Linked DNA regions of Mus musculus: region 1 is linked to region 2. Evidence: chromatin contacts called from public HiChIP or PLAC-seq data. All regions are on one chromosome and are shown on one strand. The core of a region is the stretch at or near the end of the contact, and the rest is flanking DNA. Distances in the headings are between cores, read along the strand shown. Region 1 has its middle 74 kb from the start of Gm34362. Region 2 holds the start of Ptger2 (prostaglandin E receptor 2 (subtype EP2)).

The links. HiChIP or PLAC-seq counts read pairs in DNA pulled down with a chosen protein or histone mark.
Region 1: a BATF HiChIP or PLAC-seq map of CD8 T cells shows a contact between it and region 2, with 49 read pairs. The contact joins the enhancer-like site here to the promoter of Ptger2 in region 2. A contact is called at or near these places in 9 of 39 promoter capture datasets (the C10 cell line, the HPC-7 cell line, embryonic stem cells and 4 more), 3 of 15 datasets of contacts at CTCF or cohesin (CD8 T cells, large pre-B cells and pro-B cells), 7 of 484 Hi-C or Micro-C datasets (CD4 T cells, Th1 cells, bone marrow-derived macrophages and 3 more), 7 of 115 datasets of contacts at active chromatin or transcription factors (CD8 T cells, the HPC-7 cell line, bone marrow-derived macrophages and 2 more) and 5 of 9 other capture datasets (adipose tissue, bone marrow-derived macrophages, liver and 2 more).

The regions. Positions count from the first base shown.
Region 1 is chr14:45,099,410-45,106,412 of GRCm38.p6, forward strand. No RefSeq gene overlaps it. Among named protein-coding and RNA genes, the nearest start is that of Gm34362, 74 kb to the right of the region's middle. Within about 2 kb of position 2,957, at least 12 of the 459 cell types and tissues checked have an H3K27ac peak or open chromatin away from gene starts, as enhancers often do. A contact at or near this core is called in CD8 T cells, Th1 cells and regulatory T cells, where this site is marked.
Region 2 is chr14:44,983,352-44,989,918 of GRCm38.p6, forward strand. Ptger2 (prostaglandin E receptor 2 (subtype EP2)) reads left to right here and starts at 4,760. Exons shown (of 2, transcript NM_008964.4): 1 at 4,760-6,456. The coding sequence starts at 5,614.

The DNA of each region.
Region 1 (7,003 bases), core at 1,707-4,206, 110 kb after region 2:
TTAATGATAAAAGTCTTGGAAAGATCAGGAATTCAAGGCCCATACCTAAACATAATAAAAGCAATATACAGCAAACCAGTAGCCAACATCAAACTAAATGGAGAGACACTTGGAGAAATCCCACTGAAATCAGGGACTAGACAAGGCTGCCCACTTTCTCCCTACCTATTCAATATAGTCCTTAAAGTCTTAGCCAGAGCAATTAGACAACAAAAGGAGATCAAGGGGGATACAAATTGGAAAAGAAGAAGTCAAAATATCACTATTTGCAGATGATATGATAGTACATATAAGTGACCCTAAAAATTCCACCAGAGAACTTCTAAACCTGATAAACAGCTTCAGTGAAGTAGCTGGATATAAAATTAGCTCAAACAAATCAGTGGCCTTTCTCTACAAAAGGATAAACAGACTGAGAAAGAAATTAGGGAAACAACACCCTTCACAATAGTCACAAATAATATAAAATACCTTGGTGGTTATCATGTAGTTAACAACTGGTGGTTATCATGTAGAATAATGTGAATTGATCCATTCCTATCTCCTTGTACAAAGTTCAAGTCTAAGTGGATCAAGGAACTCCACATAAAACCAGAGACACTGAAACTTATAGGAGAAAGTAGGGAAAAGCCTGGAAGATATGGGCACAGGGGAAAAATTCCTGAACAGAACAGCAATGGCTTGTGCTGTAAGATCGAGAATCAACAAATGGGACCTCATAAAATTGCAAAGCTTCTACCTTTTGTTATGTCCATAACATTCATGCCACTATTGCACCTGTACATCTTACAAGCAGGTCACTGTTGTAGGTCTCGGGGTTTGTCCCTGGGTGATGTCGATGATTACCTTCCTCCTAGGGTGGTGTGCAGGGTACCTGCTAGCACTGTCAATGCTAGTCAGTAAGGATGAAGCTTCTAGTTGGACACCAGCTCAGCTTCTCCATGTTTGGTGACATGGGTAAGTATTGTTTTCAGCAACAGGGCCTAACCATCAGGTTGTGGAGAGAAACCCGTAGCCTTGCTAATTGCCTGTGACATTTGAGGATTCCTATGATGGTACTGACTCTCCCTTTCAGGAAATTTTCTTTTGAGTACTAAGATGAATCAGTTTTTAAAAGAATATTGAGACAAACTCTCATTCTATAGCCTTAGCTTGTCTGGAGTTCACTATGTAGACTAGGTTAGACTTGAATTCATAGACATCCCTCTGTCTCTGATGCCCAAGTGCTAGGATTAAGAGATTGTTTTCCCATATCCGGTTCAAAAATACTTATTTTATTTTTATTCCTTTTTTTATTAGGTATTTTCCTCATTTACATTTCCAATGCTATCCCAAAAGTCCCCCATACCCTCCCTCCCACCCCCCTACCCACCTACTCCTACTTTTTGGCCCTGGCGTTCCCCTGTACTGGGGCATATAAAGTTTGCAAGTCCAATGGGCCTCTCTTTCCAGTGATGGCCGACTAGGCCATCTTTTGATACATATGCAGCTAGAGTCAAGAGCTCCGGGGTACTGGTTAGTTCATAATGTTGTTCCACCTATAGGGTTGCAGATCCCTTTAGTTCCTTGGAAAAATACTTATTTTAAAAAATAAAATTAAGGAGCTAGTAGGATGCAAACTGTACACACATACACATGCACACACACACAAGCACAAGCACCCATGCATGAACTCAGGACCAAGATTCAGAGGATATGAGTACAGAGATGATCAAGATACGGAAAGTGACTTTACCATCTAGCAAAATAGCTCACAAAACAATAAAGCTGTAATTCCATCTTGTAACTATTATAGTAGTGATGTTCTTGGTACATCAGTCACAATGGGAATACAGAAATGCTTACTGTTGCTAGTGGAGGTTTCCAGGGACCACACCTACAGCAAAAGAATACAGGCAGAGTTCTGCCACAGGTCACCTGAAGCCACACTATTGAGCTGGCAGCATGGCTCCCCACTTTTGGCATCTTGAGGAATAGGAAGCTTCTGGCTGGTAAATCACACTAGGATTCCCAGGCATCCGTCTTTACTTGACTTCTAGTTCTTCTCTTAGTATGTTCCCACAAGACCCAAAATGCGTCCTTTCCTTGTTTCCCACATGTGTCTGTAGTAGCATGTTAGCTGAGATGATCAAGAGACCCAGTGATATCTGAGATCTAAAATCTAAATATGTTACTTGCTATACTAACAGGTTTTATAATTAGACAAAACCAAAATTGCCTAAAAAGCAAATTTTGGTTTAGGAAAGAAATCATAAATTTCAAATTTCTCAAATGCAAAAATAAGCAAATAGATGGGTGGATGGATAGATAGAAAGAAAGAAAGAAAGAAAGAAAGAAAGAAAGAAAGAAAGATAGAAAGAAAGATAGAAAGAAAGAAAGAAAGAAAGATAGATAGATAGATAGATAGATAGATAGATAGATAGAGTCCTTATTTCTAATTATTCCCCCCCCAAATAATGTTTTATTAATTATTTGAGAATTTCATACACTGCACCCAAAGCACACCCACTTCCGATTCCTCCTGTGTCTGCCCTCTCTCATCCTTGCACCTTCCCCACAAAAAAGTAAAAACCACTAAGTCAAAATTGCGTTGCCTGTATACTCACTGGAGTGTGGTCAGATTCCCAGTGGCCAGCTCCTTAAAGAAAACTGAGTCCTTCCCTTGGTCCCGCCAGAAGCCATCAACTGTGAAGAGCTACACTTCTGCATCTTTATCACAGTTTTTCACAACTCTTCAATAGCTTCCTGTATGGACTGTTTCTTTTGGTGATGGGAGTGGGTGGTTTTCACATAAGCCTTCAGTGTCTCTCGTTCTCCATTATGAGTCTGCAATCATCGAATCGATACAACTGAAAAAGAAGCAGCCAGCGGCAACAAGGATCATGGACTTCCACACCCAGACCTCAACATGAGGTCTCTGGTGGCAGCACACACCACAAACATCAGTATCATAACTCCAGTGAGGTTTTATTTACATGCATTTTGACAGGTGAGACGTCTACTATCTCTTCCCTTTCAGTTAGAGACTGGAAACCATGAGTCAAAGACTGAAATGACTATCATCATGCTGAACCTCACAGCACTTTCAAATGGGAACTTTTACGTTTTCCACAGACGACTGATTCAAAATGAAAATTCATCACACTATATGTGCTTGCATGCATGTATGCACACGCATACACACACACACACACACACACACACACACACACACACACACACAGAGGGGATGGAAATGGGGAGAGGGGGAGAAAGGGGAAGAGAGAAGGAAAGAGAGATTGAGAGAGATAACCACAAACAGATCCATAAACTTTCAAAAACTCTTTTTTAAAATATTTTATTAGGTATTTTCCTCATTTACACCTCCAATGCTATCCCAAAAGTCCCCCACACCCTCCCCCCCACTCCCCTACCCACCCACTCCCACTCTCTGGCCCTGGTGTTCCCCTGCACTGGGGCATACAAAGTTTGCATGACCAATGGGCCTCTCTTTCCAGTGATGGCCGACTAGGCCATCTTTTGATACATATGCAGCTCGAGGCACGAGCTCCGAGGTACTGGTTAGTTCATATTGTTGTTCCACCTATAAGTCTATAGGGTTGCAGATCCCTTTAGCTCCTTGGGTACTTTCTCTAGCTCCTCCATTGGGAGCCCTGTGATCCATCCAATAGCTGACTGTGAGCATCCACCTCTGTGTTTGCTAGGCCCCAACATAGTCTCACAAGAGACAGCTACATCAGGGTCCTTTCAGCAAAATCCTGCTAGTGTATGCAATGGTGTCAGTTCAAAAACTCTTTTTAACTCATATTTTGTCTAATTCCATCTCTCTGTTCCTTTGGGTCTCTTTAGTATAGGACTAGTACAAGGCACAAAAGCAACACAAGTGAACAACCACTGAACAAAGAAGAGAGCATTTACTACTGTAGATGAGCAGAGGCATTGACAAAGAATAACTACTGCTCCAACAGTGACATCTAAACTAGCGGATGGTGCTACCAATTGTACAGTTATTTGGGAACTGTTTGAGAACCTCAGCCATTATCAGAAGAGCTTCTTCCTGCAGTATATGGGAGCAAATACAGAGACCACATCTGGATTACATGCAGGGACTGAGAGACAGTAGAATACTCAGTCATAAACGTGATGTCACCATCAAATCTCTCCCCTCAGGGCTCAGGGAGCCAATCAGAAGAGAAAGGAGAATGAGGGTAAGAGCCAGTGGGGATGGTTGATACCAAAGAAAGTCTTTCACATACAGCAGGACTGATGCTTGTGTGAACTCAGAGACGGTGGCAGCATGCACACAGCCTGCACAGGTCCAAGTCAGGTGGTGTCCCAATGCTGAGAGGGGCAAGTTCACCAGAGCTCCCATCCCTAACCCAGAAGCCATCTCCAACTGACAATTGCTTACAAAGGAAAATTTAGTCTTCTCCAAAGGAGTCTCACTGGGTGTACAAATCACTCTTAAGGTCAGGCTCCATGCCCAGCAGTAGATGGCTAACACAAAATTAACTCGGTGGGTTGTTTTGTTTTGTTTTGAGATATATTGTCTCATATTGCTTTGTTTGGGCATTTTTCTTTTAAACCTTACTTACTTTTGCTTTTATTTTATTTCAGACATTGTGTTTTTCTGGTATGTGTGTGGTTATGTGGTGTGTGTGTGTGTGTGTGTGTGTGTGTGTGTGTGTGTTTCTTGGGCTTTTTCTTTTTTTAACTTGTGGGTTGTTTCTTGTTGTTGTTTTGTTTTTCTTAAAAAAATAGGCAAATGCAGAGTTGTATGTTTGGGGAGAGAGGGATGATCTGGGAGGAAGGAGAAACTAATCAGATAATATTGAATGAAAAATTTTGTTTTCAATTTTTCAAAATTGAGCATCTTAATAACTAGAAAGAATGGGCTTTCTGGTTTGGGGAAATAACTTAGTTGGAAGACTTGAATACCAAACAAAAATGAGGGCCTGAGTTCAGATTCCCAGCAAATACATAACAGACTGGTGTGGTGGTGATCCCAGGATGCTTGCAATCCTAGTAGAAGGCACCTGGCACTTGCTGGCCAGACAGTCTAGACAAATCATTAAACTCGAGGTCCAGCATCCTCTTCTGGCCTCTACAGGTCCTGCATGCGTGTGGAAAAGAGACATGCAAACAAAACATCCATACATTCAAAACAAAAAAAGGTTAGAAAAATTTAAATACTGTTGGAAGCTGGAGTATAAATCAGTAGTAGAGGATTAAAACATACAACACTCAGGGTTCAGTCTATAGCATTCACACATGCATGCACACACACACACACACACACACACACATGCAGGCAACTGCAACACACAAACACACACATACACGAGCACACGCGAATGCGCGTGCATGAAACATACAAATCATTGTCTGTAGTTGACAAAATCTGTAGACTGTTCATGGGAGAACAGACCATTGGCACTGAAGGGAGCCTCTTTGGCACTCTTGGGTGTCCTATGTTACCAGTGTGGGTAGAAAGCTTCTATCTTACAAAGTTAGGATTAGAGCAAGTGTTAACAAAATAAAATCTGTTACACATTTAAAAAAAAAATCTCATGTTTGTCCATTAAGGGAGCAAGGGAATTACTAGAAATAACTCTAAAATTCTTTCCCACCAATACTGAACTCAACTCCTTTTGACAATCCATGTTTGTTAGTAAGTCTGTCTGAGAAAAAAAGAACAAGCAAAAAAATGACTGTGCTTGAGCGTGAGCTCTGCTGTGAAGTTTGTGTTGTAGACAGAGGACTGTTAGAAAAATGCTCTCCAAGTATACTCAAAGCCTTAAGTTAGATCTCCAGGACCCATAGACTGGGCATGGCGGTTCCTGCCTTTTGTTCTTCCTCAAGTTCTACACCAGAACTTGAGGGGTAGAGGGAGGAGGCTGAAAAGGTCAAGGTCAAAGTCACCCCAGCTACATCAAGCTCAATGATAGTGTGAATGCATAAGATGTATGTGTATGCATGTGCATGGAGTGCGCGCGTGGCGCGCACGCGCACATGTGTGTGTGTGTGTGTGTGTGTGTGTGTGTGTGTGTGTGTGTCTGTGTGTTAGCAACAGAGTGTGAGTGAGTTATGTGCATGTTTGTGTGTGTTTGCATTGCAAACATGCATGGACGCTCATATGTGAGAGAGCATGTATGTGTAAGTTTTTAAGGACAGAAGAGTTTGTTTTGGTTCTTAGTTGGAGGATACAGTCTCTTATCATGGGGAGGTCATTCATGGCAATGGGAACTTGAAGCAGCTGCTGGTCACACTGAAATATATATTTTTGAAATTTTCATTAGATATTTTCTTTATTTACATTTCAAATGTTATCCCAAAATACCTGTTCTCTGGCTGGAGATATAGCTCAGTGGTAAAGCACTTGCCTAGGGTACACAAGGCCCTACGTTCAAATGTTAGTTCTACACAGAGACAGAGAGACAGAAGCAGAAAGAAAGAAAGAAAGAAAGAAAGAAAGAAAGAAAGAAAGAAAGAAAGAAAGAAAGGAAGGAAGGAAGGAAGGAAGGAAGGAAGGAAGGAAAAGAGAGAAGGAGGAAAACATTCTCAGTGTTTGTCTTGACTAAAATTGAAAATTGAAATTGGATGTTAGGAAAAGCAACAATATATTACTTAGCACATATTTTCAGAAAGGCAAAGGCAAATCGTGGCATATGCCCCTTATATGAAAAGGGCCCCTGTGAATTGTTGAGATCATGTTTATAAAACAGAAAACTGTCTGTAACTCCTTCCATGGGTATTTTGTTCCCCCTTCTAAGAAAGATCAAAATATCCACACTTTGGTCATCTTTCTTCTTGAGTTTCATGTGTTTTGCAAATTGTACCTTGGGTATTCTGAGTTTCTGGGCTAATAGACACTTATCAGTGAGTGAACACGGGGACTAAGTACGGGGTCCCCAATGGAGGAGCTAGAGAAAGGACCTAAGGAGCTGAAGGGGTTTGCAGCTCCTAGGAGGAACAACAATATGACCTAACCAGTACCCCCAGA
Region 2 (6,567 bases), core at 3,510-6,009:
TGAAGGCTTATCCAGCCACCCCTGCTGAGTGGCCTGCTTCTGCCTTCCATCCTGCTCCTCTTGATCTCATTTGATCTGATATAAAAGAAGGTGTAAGTTCCACTTATATCTTCCATCTAGAATGAACCAGAAGCTGTAATTCCTGTTGCTTTTTAGTTCACATCAAAGAAAATAAACACTGATTGGATGCTAATATCCACTCTTGGGCGATATCAGTTTGGACCTTTACAAAATACATTGCATTTATTCACGTGTGTGTGTGCGTGTGCGTGTGCGTGTGCGTGTGTGTGTGTGTGTGTGTGTGTGTGTGTGTGTGTGCATTATGTGGCAGTCAGAGGGCAGCTTTTGGGAGGCACTTCTCTCCTTTGAGCATGTAATTCCAGGGATCAAACTCAAGTCAAGAGGCTTGGTGGCAAGAGCCTTTACCCGATGGGCTTGTTGGCCCAGTTTGAGCTTTTCACTGAACCTATAGCCCCTCTTTCACCATCAGCCACAAAAAAAGGCAATCTCTGTAGTGTTAAATTGGGTCTTATGTGAGTTTCTAGTTCCCAGCAACCAAGTACTTAAACACTTTAGTTGTAATTCAATATAGTAACTAAATTGCTGATTTTAATAGGAATTACAGACTGTTGTTTATCTGATCCTGTCTTGCTTTCGGTAGCCTTAGTCGATAGTCTTCTATAATGTAGAACATTTATCATTTGGACCGATTTGCTCTCTTGAAGATACATTTTTTAAGGAAGTTTGCATGTTTAATTTGCTACTCAAATAACAATTTTCAAACTAGGAAGTGAGTGCACCATGAAGTTCAAATGAGAACTCTCTCAGTAGATTTTTTTTAAATGCTTCGGACTAATCCAAACGTTGTTTCTACCTCCTTTGCCTGCCTCGGTGTTCCCGGGAAGCCTTTTGTTTTTCTAATGAGAAGGCAGAGTAGGGCGGAGCAGAGCACTCAGGACACCATCTCTCCTCTTGCCCTGCCTTCACTGCAGGTGGGATGCCTGAACCCTTGAAGAAGCCGAATGGTAAGCTTGGCCTGTGTCTTCCAGCCAAGCAGAAAGTATCATCCAGAAGCCTTGCACAGTAAGGCCAGTGCTTGTCACAAGCGGCATGTTGCACGCGATCTGAAAGGCAGCAGAGAAGCAGCATCATGCTGGCCCTGCTCTAAAGACAAAATGCAAGTCTCTGGGCATGCTGGTGGCTTTCCCACACTCCCTCTGATAGGCTGGCTTATCCTGCTGCATAGGACATCACCTGGACTTGAAGCTCCTCGATCTCCACCAATGGTTTCTTCAAATCTCAAGTCAAGTACATCTTTAGACCATGACGCTTCTTCTGCAGGATACTGATGCCACTAAGACTGGAGGTGCTAAGTAAGACACGTGCACATCCAGTGTGTCCTCAAAGGCTTCATTCAGTCCTTCCTGAGTTCTAGATTACCTTTATGGTTCTGAGGTTGCTATCCTCTATGACAGGAGTTCTTCTCTAACAGGAGTTCTAGCAGGTCCTTAATGAGGTTCAGGCTCAAAACAAGAACCAAGGATAGGGACAAACACTGTAGTCTCTGCTACCAATCCCCACATCATGTAGACAGTGGTTCTCAACCTGTGGGTCACGGCCCTTTTGGGGGTTGCATATCAGATATTCTACATATCAAATATTTACATTACAATTCATAGTAGTAGGAATATTACATTTATGAAGTAGCAATGAAATAATTTTATGGTCGGAGGTCACCACACCATGAGGAATTAAATTAAATGGCCATAGCGTTAGGAAGGTGACAACCACTGTTGTACAACCTAAAGGACTCTTAACTTCTGCAATGAAAAAAATATTCCACATATGAGCTTCTTCGAAGGGGAGTCACTAATAGCTAGAACTATACCTAGAGAAACTTCATTTTTTTTCCCTTTAATAAACTTAGATCTAAACTGTCATGTGGCTACTGGCTAGCGATTGGACAATGAAAGGCTTATAACAATAAAATCTGCATTATTTATCTCTAACAGTGGACCTGTTTCTCTGGCTGAATCTTGACTAGCATAGAAACAAGGGGAAGAGCCTTGCTCCAAAAAGCCAAAGAATAGATCTGACAGAGCTGGAGGATCGCAAGCATCTACCAGCATGTACAAGCATGTACCAGCATGTACAAGCATCTACCAGCAGACCACCTAGAAACTTCCCAGGACTCTGTGGACTGTCGCCAAAACCATCCTTTAAATCTAACCTCTAGTTTTCAGTGACTTCTGTTTGCTACAGTGAATGGTGTGAGCCTTGTGTAGTTTATTACAGGGCACAGATAGTGTTCTTAGAATTCTCTTTGAAAAAAATTATTTAGACATGCATAGATATCAAGAAGTAAAGTTTGAGTGTTTTGAAAGACATAACTCCTGCAAATAGAAACATGCAAGCCCCGGTGTTAGCTTCCTCCAAGTAGTTCTCCTTCCTTTCATGTTTATCTTTGCCTGCCTTTGAAAAATGACCTATGGTAAGTAGCTTCCCTTCCAAAGCCCCTGAGTTACAGATCCATAAAGGAAAATATGAATTTTATATTTCAAGTAATATGTATTAGTCAGAGATCCTCAAAGAAATAGGACCAATTGTATATGTCTTTCTCTTTATGTGTGTTCTGTATACAAAGTCATATGATACACAATGTTTTTGTCAATAGTGTACGTCACACTCAAATAACAAAACTGCCTAGCAACAGCTTTCTCAGTCTGTATTCCAGCCCTTGATTTACATGTGGCTCTCTATGTGTGTCTACTTGTAAAGCCAGTGTTATGTTTGGAAGAAGTCTCAAGACTGAAGAGCTAAAAGTTGAGATTCTAGTCAGCCTGAAAGCCTGAGAATCAGGAATGTCAATGGCGGATCAATGCCCCAAATGAAGCTGGGTATCAACCTTCACCTATATTCCTAGTGCTATTCACTCAGCAACAGACCAGATGGGGCCCACCCACAATGGAGCTGTTATGTGCCTTAGTCAGTCCAGCAATGTGGATGCTAAGTTCTTTAGAACACCTCCCAGATATAGTCAGACATACTGTTTAGTCAGCTCCTGGGCATCCCATGCCTGACCAAGTTGACACACAATTACTAATCACATGGTGTTCCCCAAACACAATGGCTTCATGAACAGGAACTGAAAATTAGCAAAGCTGTATGTCCCAATTCTAAAACTGAGGGTGTTAATATATTTTTCTATTAAGAAATCCTAGACTCTGGATAAACTGAACTTGTACTGGGATGCTGACACTACAATTAGAAATGGGAAGAAGCCACTTTCAAACTACAGAAGATAATTCAATTTACTGAACCGACCTGATGGTCTGAGTAGGTAGAGATGGCAAACTAAGCATCCAGTGAGACTGCTGAAACATGGAACACAGTAGGACTGCTAGCTCTCTCTGTGCAACTACTGGAAACAAACACACAAACAAACAAAAATGCTAATTTGAATATGTTGCAAATGAAATCACGAAGCCCAGAAAAGTAATTACTAAGATATGAACTCCTAAGAATTATACAACTAGCTCTGGTCTTTTTCTTGTGACATATTCACCTTTAAGTAGGGATCACTCACGGAGCCCCAAAGCCACCTGTCCTGTAGACAAACTTCCCTGCACCAGGGAATTCCTTGCTTAAACCCATGTCTGGGGCTTCATAGTGGCTTCTTCCCCCAGGATCCCCAAGACTGTCTCACATGCAGGGAGTGCATACCCTAGGGTCTGAGGGGTTGTTGAGGAAGGGGTATGGACAGAGCTTAGTAATCAGAAACTAGATTGTCCACACACCTCTGTGAGAATCTTCTCACAGTGTGCTACTAAGTTGGGGTAGAGACTAGCAGAAAAAGGCAGAGGGTATAGGGATGAGATCTCGAATTTTCTCTGGTATCCATTAAAGTCAGCAGAGTCATGTCACTCATGTAGTGAAAAGGTAGAGACAATTATATAGAAATAGAGCCACAAGGGGCTTTTGTTATAAGGTGACCATGGAAACAGAAAGGGTATAAAAGCCTTTGGAAAGTAAACACAGTGGAAACAGCATCAGAGTCTTGCCTGTTCTGCTCATTCCCCAACCATGTGGGAGGAGATGGCACAAGATGGACATGGGAGAGTCCACTTTGGGTGGCTGTGTGGAGGACGCTACTGGCCTGCAGTTTACAGCCTGAAAGGAAACTAGAGGAGTTTGACACCCACTGCATCCATGCCCTACAAACTTAGCAATGGAGTGGATAGCTTCAGCTGTGGGAAATGAGCCTGTAGGCCTCCCAAATGGATTCTGCTTCCCGTATTTTGCTAGAAAACCCCTCCAGTCCCCAGGCCAGAAGCATGGTGAGCTAAGTCATGAGAAGCAAGGTGTACTCCATAAATAATCTTTCCATTGCTCTTTCTTTTTACTCCTGGGCAAACCTTTCTTTCTCAGCACACTCTCTTTCTCTGCATGAAATACACTTTTTCTAGTAGTATACCCTTGCCTACGTTGTCTGTCAGGCTGGACTGAGAAAACCAGAAACACTGCTGCATTTTTAACTACTCTGTAACTATGGCAACAAATGATAAATAACTATTTATGCCAGCTTCATTGTGAAACTGGCCAATTACCAAAACACTCCGGGAATAAATCCTTCGAATGGTTAACTGACTGTGGAGAGACGAATGTGAACAATGTATTAACAGATTCTTCAAGATTGAGCCTCAATAGAGAACACTTAAGTGCCATTTGTTTTCCATCTGGGGCCACAAACATGACTCTAGAGGATTACAAGAACAGTTCCTGTTTTGTTTTGTTAGGATTGCTTAAGCAAGTCGTTGTTATAGGAAGGCAAAGGCCACTCTGTGGTGTGCACGGTTCCATTTCTTGGATGGATAGGTTTGCTTTTCAGTTCCTTCCAGTTTTTGTCCCACCTTTGTTGGGTATCTTTCTGGATGTTTTGTGTTTTGTTTTGTTTTAAAGGAAAACAACAACCTCTCTCATATTCTTACTTCAAGTTGTCTTGATGTTTTTGTGCCTCCTCCACACCTCACAGGGCTGGACTCTCTTAACCTCAGTTTGGTGAGTTCCTGTTACCCCAGTCTTATTAAACTGTGCTGGTTCCCAGCCTTCTGCTAGGGCTAAAGGCTTCAGAGCTGAAGTCAGAGGCACTGCAACTTCCAACCCATAGGAAGGAAGACCTTATGGGCCAGCTCAGGGTGAGCGCTGGGAACGCCCCCAGGTCCCTTCTAGAGCCCTGTCAGTGTGTGTCTGCCCTGCCTGGCCCCACGGCAGCAGCTCGCAAGCAATCTAAATTGCTTTCCTGGATTCCACTACTGGACTTGCCCCCTGAAGGCGCTGGAGGGAGCAGCTGCTCTGGCAAGCACCCCCTGCTAGGGCAGGTGAGGCACAGAAGCACCGAGAGCGACCGGATATTGTAGTGAAGAGGCCACTGTACGTACAGGCAGGAGACCCAAACAAGTCTGTCCTTGGTGCGAGTTGGGGGCCGGAAGGGAGCTCTGGATTTCGGTCCCTCCCCTTTTCCCTGCTCTGTCTTGGAGCCCTGGGGCCATCAGACCCTCCGACTGTCTGGTACTTGCCTGGAAGAGATATCATCTCTCCTCCACACCCTCCACCATGGACAATTTTCTTAATGACTCCAAGCTAATGGAGGACTGCAAGAGTCGTCAGTGGCTCCTTTCGGGGGAAAGCCCAGCCATCAGCTCGGTGATGTTCTCGGCCGGGGTTCTGGGGAATCTCATCGCACTGGCACTGTTGGCGCGCCGCTGGCGTGGGGACACCGGGTGTAGCGCCGGCAGCAGGACCTCTATCTCCTTGTTTCACGTGCTGGTAACGGAATTGGTGCTCACTGACCTGCTGGGAACCTGCCTCATCAGCCCGGTGGTGCTGGCTTCATATTCAAGAAACCAGACCCTGGTGGCCCTGGCTCCCGAAAGTCACGCGTGTACCTATTTCGCTTTCACTATGACCTTCTTTAGTCTGGCCACGATGCTCATGCTCTTCGCTATGGCCCTGGAACGCTACCTCTCCATCGGGTACCCTTACTTCTACAGGCGCCACTTATCGCGCCGCGGGGGTCTGGCGGTGCTGCCTGTCATCTATGGGGCCTCCTTGCTCTTCTGTTCCCTGCCGCTGCTCAACTACGGGGAGTACGTCCAGTACTGTCCTGGGACATGGTGCTTTATCCGGCACGGGAGGACTGCATACCTTCAGCTGTACGCCACGATGCTCCTGCTGCTTATCGTGGCTGTGCTCGCCTGCAACATCAGCGTTATCCTCAACCTCATTCGCATGCACCGTCGGAGCAGAAGAAGCCGCTGCGGATTGTCTGGCAGTAGCCTAAGAGGCCCTGGATCTCGCAGGAGAGGAGAGAGGACTTCGATGGCAGAGGAGACGGACCACCTCATTCTCCTGGCCATTATGACCATCACCTTCGCCATATGCTCCTTGCCTTTCACAGTAAGTCACCTTTGTTTCCACAGCCCCGCAAGCAGCCCGCGCAGCCTGCTCAAACTCCTCTCACCCCACCCTTTCCACCTTTAGGCACAGCCTGGGTGGGAAATGTCTTAA